2 separate regions of the Zea mays genome follow, and region 1 is linked to region 2. The links are chromatin contacts, called in public Hi-C maps. All regions are on one chromosome and are shown on one strand. Each heading gives the region's core, a stretch centred on a gene start, on an enhancer-like site or on the middle of the called end of the contact. The rest is flanking DNA. Distances are from core to core; before and after follow the strand shown. Region 1 has its middle 11 kb from the start of LOC100279847. Region 2 holds the start of LOC732746 (beta-1,2-xylosyltransferase).

Region 1 (3,451 bases), core at 875-3,374, 140 kb before region 2:
CGGATAAACAATAAATAGATCCTTCATATGATGGAGCTGCTGCACGCGACACTCCAAACTGTTCGCTCACTGTAGTCCGTGCCTGGCGCTGTTGACGATGAGCGAGCGTTAAGAAGCAGCAAGTGCATTTATTGTTAGCTCGTGTAGTAGTATATACAGAACAAACGAGCGAGGCACGCGCGCATGCAGCAACAGGAAGCTTGCCGGGCAAGGCGGTGTGGTCCTACTAAGATCTACTGTGAATGGATTGGAACTGCGGTTAATAGTTAGCAGAGTATCCCAGAAAATGGAGATGATGGAGGGAAGTTGAAACAGGCAGCCATACAGTGAGCCAGCCAGCAGTGCCCGGCCGGCCGGCCTGCAGTGCACGCTTCCTAGCTTGCGCAGCTCTATCTAGCTAGCACGTACGCCACTCCGACTCCGATGGAGCTGAGCTGGTTGCTGCCAGTGCCAGCACGAAGCTACCGCCTTTTCTATTCCATCGCCCGGCGGACCTGCTCGCTCGAGCGAATCCTGTGTGCTACCTATCCCTCGTCGTCGATCTGCTGCACCACATGGCCGGATGGATCGTCTATTCGCCGTCTGGCCGGCCAGTGGCCATTAATTCGCATGCCGCAGCTGGAGTAGTTTCCTTGCTTCCTTCTTGTCGTCGCTACAGCGGCGACGTGTACCTGACCTGACGAGTGACGACCAGTGCCACCACGGATCGACGACGACCTCATCTCCGTCTGCTGGTGCTGGCCGAGCGGAGACGTTGTACAGCATTTACTCCTCCGATCGATCCGTCTTTTTCCTCCATCTATCATGCATATCCGTCGTCCGTCCCTAGCTGCTTCCGGCCCGGCCCTGCGCTGCATGCGGCTGCGCAGTGCCCTCCCTGTGCTCCCTCGACTTCTCCTCCTCCCTTCTTCTTTCCTGATAGCTAGCTGCGGCCTGCGGCAGCTACTGGACTGCCACTGTTCCACTACACCCACACAGCACGTACGCGCGCTGTGCACTACTGCTACCACCCTCTTTGCCGAGACGTACGGGCATTTACTCCACCTCATCTGCCTCCCCCCCATACCGCGTGCGTGCGTGCATGATACCGACCGATCGAGCCCATATGCATGGGCTAGCCTAGCCTACTATTATGCCGATGCATGTCGGCCGGTGAACCGACGTGTACGGGCGGCGTGTTCCGTCGTCGATCGGAGTCGGCGTCTACTGTGCTCCGCCCATGCATGCATTTCGACCCATGCCCATCATGTGTCGACCATCCGCGCGCCATTGATCGGAGCAGGACCACGAGACGACCGCAAGCACACAGCAACCTACTCGATCCGTTTAATTATCTACTAGGGTTTTTAGCGTTCGCATATATGCAATGCGATCGAGCTGCATGGCCGCCGGCCGTTTAGCTAGCTAGCTAGATCTGGGTAGGTGTCTACTGAAAAGCGCCTCGTGCATGTGGACCAGCTGATTGGGCCGGCCGGCGAGACAAGCTAGCTGTTCCTGCGACGCGACGGAACAGCGCGTCTTTTGTTTATTCCTCCTCATCGCCTCTCGATCTGCTCCTCCTGGTCTCCTCCCTTCCCGGCCAGTCCCAGGCTCCCTCCCAGCAGCTCCCAGACGAAGAGTAATTAACATCGATCGCCGATAATCTATACCACACGCACGCATGCAAGAGGGCAGCTAGCTTCGATCCATGCGTGTATATATGCCGGCCCAAATTAAAGGATATCATCGATCGTCATGCATGGCTTAGACTGACCTGAGTGCATGAAATACCAGTACTATGCAGGTGGGTAGCTAGAGCGTAGTAGAGGCTAATATTTATATGCACCAATTTATCATAAAAAGTACTTTTATAAAAGTATAAATGTATTAAGAGTTCATTTGTATTTTAACAAAAAACATTGGTCAAAGTTATATTTTGGAGACCGTGCCGTTGTCCTAAACGACAACTAATAGGAAAGACTGATCGATGGACGGAGGGAGTAGCTTATTAGCGTCAGAGGGTGACCGACATCCCATGGACGGAAAGACTGATCGATGGACGGAAGGCACCGTTCTTGGAGAAAAGGACAGCGCGCAGGGTCGAGAGGCGTGGAGTCCAAGTCACGCCGTTGGGCTGGGCTGTCGGCGCCACCGTACCGTACCCAGAGTCCATTCACACACTCGGCCACCTGCTCGATCATCAGGTGGCGACACTGCACCACCCGCTCCAGGCTCCAGCTTCACCCTGGCTGTTCTAGGCATGCATGATCAGCCGTCGTCTACACCAATCTTCGCCCATCCTTGTTGCGCGCGGGGTCTGCAAACAATTCCCCCCCCCCCCCCCCTTTTTTGAGAATTCAGTAGGAGGACCCCTACTGTAATTTTTTGTATATTAAGATGTTTGGATACAGATATATCGAGAATTATGTTACAACTTGATAGAAGGGTATAGTCGACAAAGGATAGGGAGAATTAATGGCTGCAGCAGATTCACATTTAGGGCTAGTTTGGGAACACCATTTTCCCATGGGATTTCTATTTTCTCAAGGGAAAATGAACTAATTTCCCTTGGGAAAGTGAAAATCCCTTGGGAAAATGTGGTTCCCAAACTAGCCCTTAGTTGATTTTTTCCCTTCTCTCTGCGTTGCTTGTTTAAAACCAGCTTCGACCTCCTCTCTTTTCTCTTCCCTTTCCTCTATCTCAATGTTCAGCTGGCTTATGGATTGATCTGACGGACTAGCTAGTTGTCCACGGATAGAATTTTGTTTGATAGGTATGAGTATGAAACGATATTATCCGACACATATATTTACCCAACATTGAAATTCCTAACAGTGGACAGCTATGCAGGTGTAGAGGATACAAGTGAAGTAAACTGGCTGACTATATATACGATCTTCCGTGGACCATCGAAATCATATATGTGTACTGACCGGTCCTTAAGAAAACAGCCAGTATAAAACCATTTGAAATTGATTTTTTCTAGTTTTTGAAATAACCTCGTATGAAAAAACCACTAAAATTGGAGATGTAGATATCTAAAAGTTACGAAACATTGTAGATGACAACTTTTCCATTTGAAATTATTGGGGCTCCCAAAACTGTATTTGAATTTGTGGAATTTAAAATGCAAATTTTACAAACGACATCGGACGGAGAAAGTACCAAAATAAAAGCCGTAGATATTAAAATGTTATTCAACTTTGTAGTTCATAACTTTTTTGTTTGAATTCATTTAGTGCCCCCAAATAATTAATTTACACTTGTTTTGTTATACTAAGTGAGCAACAAAAATACAATATAGACACAAGTAAGTGGTGAGTGAAGTGCCAGAGGAGGTACACGCTAAGATGGTTTTTAGAGGTTTGATTCCCACTAATCGTATATATAGTTTTTGCTATTTTAAAGACTCGATTTATGTTATCTGAAACAGAATTTGTACTGACAGTTGTTCCCAACCCTCTATGTCATT
Region 2 (3,671 bases), core at 278-2,777:
CAATAAGAGCCTAAAAAGCTACACTTTTGAGTCTCAGAAAGGTATGACCAAGGACGCTCATTTTGTTCAATGATACAGATAGAATATATATCTAGCTATTCTGACAAAACTGGAACATTGCAATCAACTCACATTCAAAGTAACTGAAATAATTATATGATAGAATCACCAGATAACTGCAGCATTAATTGAACAAATTCATACGAAACCAAATAACCAAAAACAGAGTCTATATACTACTAGTACTATACTCCCACGATGTTCTATTTTGGATATAAATTGGACGCAGACATCATTCTTAGATCCTATTTCTTCTCGTAGTCTTCTTAAAACACAAACAAATATCCATACGATGGCTCAGTATATCCAGCATGAGGGCTGGATCAAACAGACTTTCATTAAATACTCCTATTCGAACACTGAGCTGACTCTACTCTTCCTAATTACTGGATTTCAGAAATTAATTAACAAACCACTTGTCATCAATGAGCAAGTCAACTGCTACTCTGCTAGTAGATAGCAAGGCAAACAGTACCTGGGAGCAGTGCAGCTCACCGGGTGGCACAACGCGCGTCGACTCGAGCAGCGCCCTCATAGTGTGCATCCCGATCCCGCCGGTGGGTACGTAGTCGTTGAGGAACCCTGCGTCCACCAGGGGCACCGGCATACCCGCCGCCGGCCCCTCCACCTGCAGCGCGCCGGGCTCGTACTTGGGTAGCTCCTCCTCCTCGGCGCGGCCCATCACCTGCTCCAGCGGCTCCCCGCCGCGCGACATCGCGATGAGCGCCGGGTCAAGCCGAACCCTGGCGCCCTCGCAGATCGAGCTTCCCAGCGTCTCGCTGTGGTGGCACCGGAACCAGCCGCCGCCGCCGCTGCCGCGGCCCGCGGGCAGGACGTCCACGCGGCGGGAGAAGCCGTTGCCGAAGTAGGCCTCGCAGGTGTGCAGCGGCGGCGGCGGCACGGCGCTGGACACCCAGGGCAGGAAGGAGGGGAGGCGCGGCCACGGCTTCTGCGAGGACGACGGCGCCAGGACACCGTCACGGGCTTCAGTCCTGGGGGTGGGGTCCGGCGGCGACTGGTGGTGGGAATGGGACTGGAGGAGGAGGTAGATCGCGAAGGAGGCGGCGTAGACGGCGACGAGGAGGAGGAGGAGCCGCGGGATGAGGCGGCGGAGGCGGTTTCTGTGGCCATGAGCTCTGCCAGCCATCATCGCCGCCGGCGAGCCGCTGTGGTCTCGCACTCTCGCGCAGATCGAGGGGTGTCGCCGCGAGGGACACTGGGCATGCCCAGATCGCGGCGGGGAAAGTAGCCGGTGTGTTTGGTTGGTCGGATCGGACGGTTGTCGTGTCAAGTCGTTGTACTATGGACGGTCCACATGCTCTGTCCCTGACCCTCACTCCTCGTCTTCTCCCCTGCAACGAGGGAGACGTCGGCGATCTCGCCGAGGCGGCCGGAGGCCGCCGGTGGAATCGTCACGTTGTAGTTGGGGTGGGATGACTGGCATCCGCTGGACGACCGAGGCGGGACATGGTGCTCGCAATTGGCGAGATGAGCTATGCAGGCAGCAATTGCAGCGCGGCGTGCCTGACATGGCCAAGGTGCGACTCAATCAGTGCCGGTGCCGGCCGACCATCTCTAAAATTCTCTGTTGTTTGAGTACAGTGGCGGATGACCTAGAAAAATTTAGATATAACTCTATACCTTATAATATTTAACACACAACCATTTAAATTATAGAATAAAAATATACAACATATATATATATAGAAGGGAATATTGTCTAAAACATGAATAAATTTCTAAGAAACATGTACGATAATATATAATACAAATAATTTTGCTATATAAGTCTTGGAGATCTAGGTAATTGTATTTATCTATCCTTCTTCTGAAATGCCTTTTTAATATTTGAAATGTGAGTTATAAATTATAAGATTTGTAACCATTATCATCTTTCTCAAGTAAATGCTTTCTTAGTTAGGTGTGATTTAGATTATTCTTAGCCATAATGGCCTCTCTGCCCCTGTCTGAGCCCCACATTGGTCGTTAATAACTAGTATCCTAGGCGACGAGATGCCGGTGAGTCACACACTACCCGAATCTAACTAATCTATGGCTAAAAACCATCATAAATAAGGTAAACCATCATAAATAGTTATTTATATTGATTTTTATTTTTATTTACATTGGTTACAGGCCATAACTAATAAAGCGTTGTAAATAGACTTATTTACGTCGGCTACAATCGGCAAGCGTAAATTACTTATTTACGTTGGTTGTTGTATGGCTGACGTAATGACGGTGTCTTATTTACGTCGGTTGTTGCCTAACCGACATAAATAACATTATCTTATTTATGTCGGTTCTTTTAACCATCACCATCAGAATTAGGAAGAGTAATAGAGAGGAGGGAAGGAGAAAGTCAGTGGTGTTTCACCTTGTGTCCGATGTGTTACCTACCTTTCACTTGTGTGTGCTACAATCTGCAACCAGCGTGGCCAATAGAATCCGGTGGATGCGAACACGTGTGGGGGTGAGCAGGCAGAGGCGACTGAGACGAGAGCGACCGAACGGTGGTGGCGAGCAGGGGGCGGCGACGAGAAGACGGTGGTGGGCGCGGCAAGGAGATGGCTATGGGTGGAGGGGGCGAGCATGCAACACCTGCTACGACAAAATGACAAGAAAAGCAGAAGTGGCGTAGAAGTGAGGGAATAGTTAGAAAAGGGTTTATGACTAATATACGTCAGTTATAACAACAAATGTAACTCAAAGCCTAATCTACATCGATTTCTTTCCACCTACGTAAATAATTTTATTTACGCATGAACTTTATATATAAATAATTAATTATTTATGTCGGTTAAGTTATAGCCGACATAAAATAACTTATTTATGTTGGTTTTTATTATGAATCGACATAAACAAGTTTAGCCGGCATAGATTTATCTATTTCCTATAGTGACTCTAGTTCGTGTGTTAGTGCTAACACTGGTCCACAATGTGTTTTTTATCAAGTTGCATAGAGTTTTTCTGCTTCTTGCTTTAGAATAGGAAAAACAAATAATTTTCATTTGTTTGCATGGCTGAAGCCTGAACAAACACATATGGTAGAATTTATGTATGACGGGAGAACTTAATATATAATCCTTTACTTTACTCGGTAACACACCTAATCCCTCTAGCCAGCCTCCAAAACTTTACTTATGATCGAATAAGTGTATAACTAGAGTAATTGAGACGGTAACAAGGTGAAGAGAAAGAGCAATCGTACCTTTGAGGTCGAGGTGAATTACAAGCTCAGGGTTGTAGAGATGTCCAGAGTTTGCGGGCCAGTGTCCAAAGTCCCCTCTGGTCTTTCTCCTCCTTGTAGGGTTAGGCGCTTGGTGTCTTAGTGGCTGACGAGGAGAAATCGTTAGGGTTCACTGTCACCATCGATCGTTGGGCATTTCTGGTCAATCAGGCGCTAAAAGAAAGATTGGGTCATGTGGTTTGAGGCAGCTAGGATTTTAGGAGCATGAAGCTTTGGCTCTCGTGTGTATCCCTAGTCGCGAATAATATAGTGCTTATGATCGAGGGCTTTGACCAATGATAGAGTCATGCCACCAATTAGGGTGCGGATAGGATAGACTCATACTATGTGATCTTGATCGAGCTAGAGAACAATCCCAACA

The links. A called contact is a pair of places that touch in the nucleus more often than the background predicts.
Region 1: a Hi-C map of bundle sheath shows a contact between it and region 2, with 2.5 times the contacts expected there. The contact joins the enhancer-like site here to the promoter of LOC732746 in region 2. A contact is called at or near these places in 3 of 25 Hi-C or Micro-C datasets (bundle sheath, ear and tassel).

What each region holds. Positions count from the first base shown.
Region 1 is chr1:191,496,299-191,499,749 of Zm-B73-REFERENCE-NAM-5.0, reverse strand. No RefSeq gene overlaps it. Among protein-coding and RNA genes, the nearest start is that of LOC100279847, 11 kb to the left of the region's middle. Within about 2 kb of position 2,124, at least 12 of the 20 cell types and tissues checked have an H3K27ac peak or open chromatin away from gene starts, as enhancers often do. A contact at or near this core is called in bundle sheath and ear, where this site is marked.
Region 2 is chr1:191,354,043-191,357,713 of Zm-B73-REFERENCE-NAM-5.0, reverse strand. It overlaps LOC732746 (beta-1,2-xylosyltransferase), which reads right to left and starts at 1,527. Exons shown (of 3, transcript NM_001112375.2): 1 at 536-1,527. The coding sequence starts at 1,210.